Regions from separate parts of the Drosophila melanogaster genome. Here region 2 is linked to region 1. The links are chromatin contacts, called in public targeted proximity ligation maps. All regions are on one chromosome and are shown on one strand. The core of a region is the stretch at or near the end of the contact, and the rest is flanking DNA. Distances in the headings are between cores, read along the strand shown.

Evidence for each region.
Region 2: a contact with region 1 is called in a targeted proximity ligation map of the Kc167 cell line, with 2.3 times the contacts expected there. A contact is called at or near these places in 6 of 107 Hi-C or Micro-C datasets (the Clone 8 cell line, the Kc167 cell line, the S2 cell line and 2 more) and 1 of 7 datasets of targeted methods (the Kc167 cell line).

Annotation. Positions count from the first base shown.
Region 1 is chr3L:3,511,839-3,517,317 of dm6, forward strand. It overlaps Eip63E (Ecdysone-induced protein 63E), which reads left to right and starts at 3,913. Exons shown (of 11, transcript NM_001202113.2): 1 at 3,913-4,096; 2 at 4,691-4,990. The coding sequence starts at 4,936. It overlaps ImpE2 (Ecdysone-inducible gene E2), which reads right to left and starts at 843. Exons shown (of 1, transcript NM_057232.5): 1 at 1-843. The coding sequence starts at 764.
Region 2 is chr3L:3,612,612-3,618,241 of dm6, forward strand. It overlaps CG10357, which reads left to right and starts at 2,771. Exons shown (of 4, transcript NM_139564.2): 1 at 2,771-3,011; 2 at 3,087-3,551; 3 at 3,611-3,809; 4 at 3,866-4,071. The coding sequence starts at 2,783. The coding sequence ends at 3,938. CG10359 reads left to right here. Exons shown (of 5, transcript NM_001144410.2): 2 at 464-594; 3 at 1,138-1,349; 4 at 1,459-1,642; 5 at 1,700-2,633. The coding sequence ends at 2,462.

The sequences.
Region 1 (5,479 bases), core at 2,663-5,162:
TCATCCGCCTGGACTTGTGCTGCTGCTGGAGCGGCAGCAGCAGCTGGCTGGGGCTGGAACTGATTGAGGAACTGACCAATTGGCGAGTTCTGGATCAACTGCTGGACAAAGTTGCCCTGGGTGGTGCTCTGCTGGGTGGGCGTGGCTTGGGTGGCTTGACGGACCTGAGGATGCGCGGCGTCCTGGTTTTCCGACTGCTCTTGCTCCACCGGATTCGGGGAAAGTTCCTCGGCAGGCACAACGACAGTCTCTTCAGCTGGCAGAGATTTCAGAATGTTCTGAGCAGGTTCCTCTTTGATTTCAGTGGCCTCTTTTTTGATTTCTGGCTGCTGAACTTCTTCTTTGATTTCCTGAGGTTTCTCCTCAGCTTCCAGGGATTTTTCCTTCAGCTCCAGGGGCTTAGCATTAGGCAACTCGTTGATCTGCTCTTCAATCTTCTCCTTGAGCTCCTCCTTAATGTCTGCCTTTAAATCTTCCTTAATCTCGTCTTTTATATCAGGCTTAGGCTGCTCTTTGATTTCAGGCTTAATTTCTGGCTTAACTTCCTCCTTGAGATCCTTGGCTTTCTCTTCTTGAGCAATTGGTTTCACTTCCTCTGGCTTAACTTCCTCTGCCTTAACTTCCTCTTTGACCAAAGACAAAGCTACTGGTGGCTCCTTATCCTCGACAATGGCCACAGGAATATCGATCGCCTCCTTGGGCAAGTTGAGTACTCTGGCTTGGCTAATGGCCAGGAAAACCAGGATCAAGGCAACGGGCTTCATTATCGCGACTTATCTCCTATATCTCCTTCGATTTCAAGATGTGTTCACTAGCGCCTCACGGCCGCAACTGTTTGAAATTTCTTTAGGCCCATCGCATTTTATACAAACCACCGGCTGCGCAGCCGCCGTCGACTTTGTTGGCAGACAAACAAGCACACAGGGCTAAGGTATGAGCAAGAGGTTGGGGAAAAGTGGTAGTATCAGTGCCATCGTCTTTGGCCAATTCTTGCACACTGAGTGTCATTGAACTGGACCAAGTTGGTCTTGCATTGCACACAGGAATCGAGAATCAGAAGCCTTTTTGGCCACGAAGCTGCACTTGTAATTGGCCAAGACGTTGGGACAGCGAAAAGGGCTGGGACCATCATCAATCATGTTTGTTTTATCGGCCATCAGTGTTTGTTTTACTCAGGGCATATAGCAGAAATAAGTTTATAGGAGTATAAATAAGAAAATAAAAAAATAAAAACTAATTTTGGGAAAAAAGAAAATAGGGTTTTTTCATTTGAATACTTTTTTGATTTTCAAGATTTTGATTTCAAGATTTTGAATACTTTCCTTGTTTGTTTAGGACTGTAGTTATCTATCTTGTTGTCTTAGGATTAAAAACTGTGATTACTATTAAATTTTACTGAACTGAGATAATCTTGGGATAAGCTAAACATCCGTGAAAAAATCTATTGCTGTGATAATTGCTAAATGTTTTTAAAGGTTACAAAATTTCTCACATTGACCAACTGTGCAGCGATTAGTCTCTGTTGCAGTCTTCCCTGATCATCGATTGGTGCATGCAACTCCCCCTTTTCCGCAGGTTTTCCACTTTTTCACTCTCATTCCTTGTTGACTCGATTCCAGGCAGCGACATTTGATCAGCAGATTTTACTGGTTTTCTTGTTTGGCTAAACGCTCCTACAAGAAACGCATTTGGCCCTATCGGCCGTTCTGCTGACTGGATGGTGAATCTTGAGCTCATTGGATCTTTGGTCTTCGATGGAAACCCGTTCCCCAGACCGACTTAAATGCAGTGTCGAGATGCAGACGCAGACTGGACGGAGAAACCTGCTCCGGCTATTTTTAGAGTCAATTAGCTTTGGACCGACTGTCTCTGCAGGGAAGATGCATCGCTGGGATGCGTTTTCCCCCGGTTCTGGGTTAATAATTCATTAGAAATGCACAGAAACCAAACCAAAACGCCCACAAGACCGGCGAACAAAGCTCCAAATGTGTTCTATGCAAATGAGAACATTTAAATGTAGTTAAATGGGTCAAACGTTTGATGGAGAAAACGTTGCTGTGCATAGAAGGAAAACTTATCTCCTGTCCACTTGGGACTTTCATATGGTGATCGATCGATCGATCGATTGAACCATTTGCAGCTCGATCGGCGGTGGTCAGAACTCGTTCTGTGGCCCTTTTGGCCAACAAGAGGTCTGCAAACAGGCCAAACCTGCAAGGGCCAAGACGATTTACAACCAAAGATGATAAAAAAAAAGAACGAAATTCAACTAAAAAACGAGGAAGCACTGATTTTTAAAAACAGCGTTTCAATACCCTTCAATTCGAGGAATTATAATGATTCTTGGCTGGTACAGCTTGATATGGGTTATAAGTTTATATAAGTTGAACTATTGCATATTGTTAATATTCCACAAGAAGTGCTATCAAGTATTGCTATTAAAGTTAAAAATATAAAACTAATCGCCTGACTATTTTAGTATACCTTTTCTGAGGGCATCAAGAGCAATCAAAGATCGAAGTGGATTGCAAAGGACATTGACTTGAAACTCTGGGATCTCACAACTGATCTCTTTCAGATATTTTATGACCCCAGCTTGTGGCTTTTAATTCTGCAACAAAATTGATTTCGGCAATGGGAAGAACACGTTTCCCCCCGAGTTACAAACAAAAAAAAAAACTCATTTCGGTTCTGTCGATTTTTATGGCTTTTCTTGGAGTTGGTTAATCGCCTTCTTTTTCTCTGATCTCTGGCGCCCAAAATATTTTTGCTCGAGTTTCGGTTTTTAGCTTTGATATTATGCAATTGCTAGCCGTACTCTTTTTTACACAATTGACTGTCGAATTAGCACCTCACTCACATCCAGCGACAGGTGACGATAAGGCGGGCGGGCAGTGGGCGTGGCAGCAGCAACAACAACACACATTACTCTAAACGGTGGCAACTTTCACTCAACAGCCGTGCGGAATACTAAAAAAAAAATCAAAAAACAAATAAATACCCGTGCAAATTGGGTGACAAAAACAGCAACAAAATGTCAGAAAAAAAAAAAAAAAAAACTGGGAGCGAGTGGGAGAGTCAGGCGATCTTCGTCATCCAAAATTACCTCACTTATCAACCTAAGCCGATTGTTGTTGCCGAAATATTGGTGTCATATTTTCTTGTCAAGGTCACAAATTTGTTGTCAAATTGTAAAAAAATGTTTATTGGGTCTAAAACAATAGTGAATAATTGTAAACGAATTTCTGCCAAGGTCAGTTATCCCTTTTGAACTTCGAGAAAAATATAGAAAAAAGAGAGTTTAGCCTTAGAAAAATTTTCAGTGGCTTTAATATTTATGTTGGCTGTTAAATAGGTTTGGAGTCGTAATAAAAACGTTGAATTCAAAAATATTAAAGAACTCAAGAAAATGTTGTATTAAAACTATAAAAAACATTCTGTCAAATAACATGATATTTTTATATATTAACAAAACAAAAATGAAGGAACAATTTTATATTATTGTTATTTGCCCTCAGTTGCAATCCACATTTCTTTAAAGTGCAATATGAGAATTCAGTTATTTCATTGTTTTAAAAACTTTGAAAGCAGGCTGCCAGAAAGTGGAAAAGATGACTTTGACGTTGCCGGATAGTTGTATTTTAATGTACTGTTAACCTTGGATTTTAACTTGTTAGTTTCTATAAGATCTCTAGCTAGTTGCTTTACCGTTCCGATTAAAAGGCTAGAGGAACCGCATTGTTTCTTGAAATTTAGAGAAATTAGTATTGTTCTTGTAGAACTTAAGTCAATACAATTATTTTTTTTTAACAGAATTCTGTTACTTGCGTGCTGTTAAAAGTTAGCAGTATTTTCTGCAAAGTCATATGTTTTGGTATTTCTCAGCTGCGCCGCCTGATTTTTTGGCGCTGACCCCTGCCTGGCCACACTGGCGATGTGGTGTGACCAAATTCGTGCTCGCTCCGCGAGTCGCCGTCAAAAAACAACTGTGAAATTGCACAAGAAACTAAACAAATAATCGCGTAAAATTACCGAAAACATGTGCAGCGGCCGTTAGCAGCGTGCGGCAACTAATCGAGCCAGTGAAAACGTGCAGGTGCGAGCGAGAAAACACGCGTACGCGTCACTAGCAACAACAACAAACACACAGTGCACCAACTCTCGCATAAGCACGCACACACACACACACACACGCGCGCACACATGCATAAACACCGACGCACATGCAACAAAAATAAAATAAAAACAAAAGAGCAAGCGAAATAATAACAGAAATAAATTTGATAAATTCAATTATAAATTAAGGCAGCTGCTTGTGTGCTAAGCAAAAATATTAAATAGAAAGTCTTGGCCACTTAAGTGAACCAAAATTAGAGAAGCAGCAGAGTGCCCAAAATATCAATATATAGATTTGATATCTAAAAGTAACGAAAGTTAACTTAAAACCTTAATGGTGGACAATGGATCAAAAAAACAAAATCCCTACTAAAATAAATTCCAAATACTTGCTAAATGAATGAAACCCGCAAATAAAGTCGATTCTTACCAAGATAACCAAAACTAGCTTCATGACTTTTAATTCTTGTTGTTTTAATTTTTGTGCACTTCCTGGTTACGGAACACCTGGAAAACCCCATCCTCGCCTTTTTCCACGCTGATTAACAAATCTCGCGTTTTTCCCCCCTATCAGCTGACATACGCATACAAAGCCCATCCAGTTGCCACCCCCTACTTCTTGCACCTGTAAAGAACAGGTGACTAATACACTGCTCGCGAAGTTTGTCAGCTGCTGGCGCCGTGGAAGCAACAACAACAAAACTAACCACATCCACATCGGCAACAACAACATCGGCTTTCTACAGAGCAGCGACGTCGGCGTCGGCAGAGGCCTCTGCCTGCACAACACCAGCAACAATAAAATCAAAAACTAAAACTATGGCCACCACCACCACAACAACAACAACAACGGGGGCAACAAATGCTAAAGATGGTGAGTTATATACTTAAAAGGATTTAAGATTAAAGAAAATATATCACAAGAAGTAAAACCCTTAAAAATCTTTAAAAAGAAACAGTAAATGGTGACCCACAAAAAACTGAAGCACAGATGCAAGGGTGCACATACAAACGACAAGTCGGTTAAAGTTCAAGGCGAACGAACAATTTAAATTGCAGGTTTCCGGTCAATGCCACTCTGTGTAATTAAACTAAAGTTAGTTGGTCGACCTAGATATTAGTATAACCTTTGGCTAAGAAAGACTGACATTTAAAGGCAATTAAAGGAAGGTTAGGTTTTAAGAAGAGCCATAAAACTATGGAAATAAACATACAATATCTTTAAATGTTTGGAAGGTTTTTCATTAAGGTTCTTTCATCTCCAGATGGCGGCAGAGAAATTAAAAAAAAAAACAAGTAAAATTCCATAATTCGCCCGCTTATCTGCGCTTTTCCAAAGACTTGCACATTTGTTTGCCCGGTA
Region 2 (5,630 bases), core at 1,521-4,020, 100 kb after region 1:
CTTAATACATATAAAAAACGTCGCTTAATAGAGTTCAGTATCACTTAGTGATTCATTGGTAAATTTGAAATGCTGACTAAAATAAAAAACAAAACAAACGCTATAAATATCATATGGTAAAATGACAAAATAGCAGAAAAAGAGAAGAGATGAATATAAAATATTTGACTCAAAAGCTTTGAAGAAGTGTTTTGAAGTGACATAAGCAACCTCAATTTGTGACAGAAATAAATACAAGAAAAATAAAATAAATTATCCCTTTGTTTGAAATGCAAAAATCCATTTTGCATAATGTGTGTTTGTTCTCTCGATCGCCCACTGTAATGTGAATTTTAAACTTGCCGACTGGCTGCTGACTTTTGGCCAGCAGGTTTCGTTTTGGCCAGAACAAGTTCAATGCGCTGGCCTCGTGTTTGCTTAATGTAGCGTCTCCCTTCTTTTTATTTGTACTGCCATTCTCCAGAGCATTGCGACCCCACCAATTGCTCCCAGATGCGACTACAAGGAGCTGATGACCAATCTGCACGATCGCGTTGGCATCTTGGTGACCTTGGACGAGGACCAGCGCCACCGGCTGGAAGTCATCGATAAGAAGTGAGAACTGGTTTGACATAGACGGATCATATGAAATATTTTTGTAAAACCGGTAGAGCAAAAACCGCGCATCAATAGCTCTTCGGAAACTTTTTTGTGACACTGCGACTTATTTGGCAGAGGAATTAACTCTTTAATGATGTTCAATTTTTTGCCAATATAATTATATTTATTTGATCAAGTATCGTTGGGTAGCACCTGCTCTTGCTTTTTGGGTCAAATTTATTGTTATGGGTTCGCAGAAATTTGCTGATGATTTTCACACGCAGTTTATAGATTGGATCTCATCGTTTTGCTTGTTTGGATAATATATTTTTTTCTTTGTTGCCTTTAATCGGTTATTTCTTACGATCGTTTGAAAACGGAAATCTGCAAGCGGCAAACTCAAACTGATTAGCGAGCGAAACAATACAAACAGAAATATATCTTAGAGCTTTATCATTTACTGAACCCAAGGAAAATCGTCTAAGTGGGCCATTTCGAAGTCAATGAGGGCTTCTTTATCATTTTCTATTTATTAACTATTTATAAAACATATTTTAGATTGGATCAGCTGGTGGAAAGCAGTTCGGCCCGCATGGAATCGATGAAGGCCCAGCAATTGGACTTCCTGCACAGACTGGACAGTTTTGAGCACATCCAGCGGCTTTCGAGGAACACTCTAGATGAGCTTAAAGGTGAAACCGATCAGGTTTTCGGACCCCGAAATGTTAGGGAGCTAAAACACAAGCTAAGAAATCGCAAAAAGATGAAGGGTAACATACTAGAAATGTCGATGTTGTGCTATTGTATTGTGTTTGTCTCTCTGGTTGCCCAGTCCACATTGAAAATCAAATTTTTATAAAGTTATTTCTTTATCGGCAGATATCTCGCGCACTGTTCGTGACGTTTCCCAGGAACAGTATCCCAGCTCGGGAATAGGTACATTTAATGAATCCAACTTGAATTTATCAAGTCGTCTGGATGCCTTGGCCACGCTTTTGGCTTCTACTGCTCTCAGTGTCAGATCTGTGCAGGTTGAAGTGGCCAATCTTTCACGGGCCATTAGGTAATAATATTTAAGTAATTCAAATTGTAATTGAACTAAAAATTATCTATCTTTTAGGCGCCAAAGCCGTTTGATCCAGGGTAAGGGATTGAGGTCGACACCAGGTCAGCAGCCAATCTTCTACGGTCCAAGTGGATTAAATGGACCAACAGCTACACGGCAGTTGCCTAGTAGTTGCTCCTATTCCTTCCTTTCTAACCACGGAATTCTAAAAGTACAGCTCACACCCGAATCGGAATCCTTCTACGTATCCTGCGATGAGGATTGGACTGTTATTTTGAGCCGCACCTCCGATGATGTGAACTTCGAACGCGGCTGGCTGGATTATCGCGATGGCTTTGGCAATTTGGCTGGGGACTTCTTTATTGGTCTCAACAAACTGCATGCCCTCACTTCATCGGCCTTGCACGAACTGCGGATTGTGATGGAGGACTTCTCGGGCAACGTGGCGTATGCGGGATATTCGTTGTTTGCCATTGGCAGCGAAAAGGAACTATATCCACTCGTCTTGCTGGGCAAATTCCAGGATAATTTGACTCCTTCAGCTGGAGATTCATTGTCCTATCATGCTGGAGCTAAGTTTAGCACTGTGGATCAGGATAATGACAACTGCCTGGAGTGCAATTGCGCCCTGAGACACAAGGGAGCTGGATGGTTTAACAACTGCGCAAAGAGCAACTTATTCGGCGAATATACCACCCAGAACCAACCTGGAGAAACTGGGATCTGGTGGGACACCTTTTCAGGGCAGAATTCGCTGAAACGGGTTCGTTGGATGATTCGTCCCATTTCCGAAGGAATAGATGATGCCAGGCGATAGGATATCTAGAAGAACATCTACCCATATCCAACTGCCATCTCCGAAATCAGGGATAACCCACAATCGATTGCTTGCATTTTAACCCTAGCTTTAGCTTTGAATCTCTCTGTGCGTGTGTGTGTAATATTTATGGAAAATTACTTAATACCTAGATAATACAGTAAATTTACGAGTACTCGCCTGAAAGTACGTCATCTCTGGGAGATTTCCTCTAATCGGTCGATTAGTGGAACGCATGCTATATTTTGGGTATAAATAGATGGGGGGTTTCAATGGAATTTCCAGTTATTCGAGTGTGTTTACTGTGGATTACCTTAGACATGGCCAAGACCAGCTTATGTCTGGTACCAATTCTCTGTCAATTTCTGGGACTACATGCCGCTTTGCTAGACTCTTTACTTAATCAGAGTACCATATACTACCTTAAACCATCAGCGGATGTTTCCCTGGAGAATGTGGAACAGTTGTCGTCTGTGGAATCTGTTAAGTTGATTGTCCACGGTTACCTGGGATCTTGCACCCATGGCTCTATAATGCCTCTGAGAAATGGTGAGAATTCGCAGAGAAAAATTCTCATAAGCGATAGATATCTAACTTCTTTTTTATAATGCAACAATTCCGAAGCCTATACTGCTCAGGGATATGAGAATGTTTTGGTGGCTGACTGGGGTCCTGTGGCCAATCTAGATTATCCCAGTTCGCGATTGGCTGTGAAGAACGTGGCCCAGATTCTAGCCAAATTATTGGAGGAATTCCTACAGCGCCATGGGATCTCCTTAGAAGGAGTCCATGTCATAGGACACAGCTTGGGAGCTCATATCGCAGGACGAATTGGACGTTATTTCAACGGATCTTTGGGCAGAGTTACGGGTCTGGATCCGGCTCTTCCCCTATTTTCAAGCCGATCGGATGATAGCTTGCACTCGAATGCCGCTCAATTCGTGGATGTGATTCACACGGACTATCCCTTGTTTGGCGACATTCGACCTCGAGGAACTGTGGACTTCTATCCGAATTTTGGACTGGCTCCACAGCCAGGATGCGAAAATGTGGATGTTGTTGCTGCCAGTAAGCTACTCCACGAGGCTTGTAAGCTCGATTGTGTTTACTTATTTATTGGTTTTGATATTTTGTATACTTTTAATTAGATAGTTGCAGTCACAATCGAGCAGTCATGTTCTACGCTGAATCAATTGGAATGCCTGAGAATTTTCCAGCGGTTTCTTGCAGTTTAACGGCCATTAAAAGTCGGCGTGTAGAGGACTGCCTAAGGGAAAAATCAAAAACTAATACAGAAAACGCAAATGATTATCAAACTGTCTTTATGGGCGAACATGTTAACCGCAGGTTAGTATTAGTTTTTGTAACAATAACCACAAATTTTCTTAACAATATTTTACTAGCGCCACCTTGTACTATTATTTGGAAACTAATGGAGCGCCACCCTACGGCCAGGGCAGGAACTCACATTTCTGATTTTACTTGTCGCACTTAAGTATAGATGGCGGTTAAACCCCGAAAACATGTATTTCTTCAGAAATAGATGCCGCCACCTAACAACCCATTTGGACCCACATTCTATAAAAGAATATATTTTATTATAATTCTTAAAACCAATAATCATTTAAAAGTAATTTATAGGCTTTAAGCGAAAAACTTTTGTCTTGCAGTTTTGTTAATGCAACTTTATTACGTTAAAGAGACATACGATAGCTTAAGCCTTTCCAGCACATAAATTTAGTCTTGTCAAAACTCCTTCATCCTCCTAAAGCTACTCATCTTTTATTTCACTAAATTCCTGTTCAATCGGCAAATGAATTTCAATTAGCTGCGACCATCATCCTTATTAGAACCTGCAATCAAAAGTTCCGCAAGCGCAACGACTCATAAATCACATTCATTTTATGAATGAAAAGAACAAACAGTCCCCCTCTTCGGATTCTTCGGTTACCTGGATTCTGTGGATGACTGCGGACCCGGGGGTTATTTATGGGCCAATAACTTTACAACTAAACGCTCATCTACATTTAATGGCGATAATTTTTGACGCAATTCGAGAGGCAGACACGTCGGCGGTCTCGGGCTTCCACCACTTGGATCGGGTATCCTAACTTGCAGAGGAGTTGTTGGCCTACAAACAAGAGGAAGCAACCGCAGAAGATAACGAAAAACACTTGACACCTCGGTCTGCTTGGTGCGGTGGCTTGGCGATTCGGTGTTTCAGTGGTGATTGGGCCCCACTTTTCTTTCCCTCGCATAGCCAGCGGCCAACTACACTGAGAAAACACTTGCATAAATCAGAGGAGAGATTAAAACTCTTATCATAAAACAATGTTAAATATGTTAAATATTTTGTTTCTCCTGAGCACAGCTGACAAAGCTAAATAAACCTTAGAAAAATGATAACTTAATAATTTTCTCTCAGTGTTCAGAATGCGTGAGGTAAGTGTATAGAAGGTGAGGCCAATAAGAAGAGCACCAATGAGAATAAGTAAACAAAGGCAGCGATCGTAAATTCCCTGTTAAGAGGCAAATGCCACTAAAAGGAGTTGGAATGCTGTAAATTTGGGGATTTCGAGATGGCAACAGCTGGCTGTCGATCGGAAGTCCACCGAAAACGCAAGCTGGATGTGGGTGGCACAGGTGCTGCAGTTGGATCAAGTGGTTCGGTGGTCAATGGTCGGGGATCACCCTTCATTTAAGTCGATCATAGATCATTGTATCGTGCCGCAAATCGATTTCAGGCTCCATTAGCCGCCCTGCACAGGAAACTCGCGCATTTGGTGCCAAGCTTATGCTTTGTTTTTCCCCAGCTTTTCCATGGTGAAAATCCAGCAAGTTAGCCGCTCTATTGATGCTCGGTCAACCAGCGAGTTTCTGTTTTCCGTTTCTGTTTGCTGAACGTTATTTCTTTGTTTACCGAGTGCCGCGCGCCAAAGTCTGGACTATTTTTTTTTTTTTTTGGTTTTTGCTCTTCTCATATGCGTTCTCAATATTTCCATCATTTCCCTTGACGCATTTTCCCCATTTCCTCGGCAGTCCGCTTTTTGTTCTGCCACCACCACCTACCTTCCTTCCCTGAAATTTGTGTCATGCGTTGGCTTTTCCTGTCCGCCACTCGTTTTGCTTTTTTCTCTGGCTTTAATTTCTGTTTGCTGGGAAAGTAAA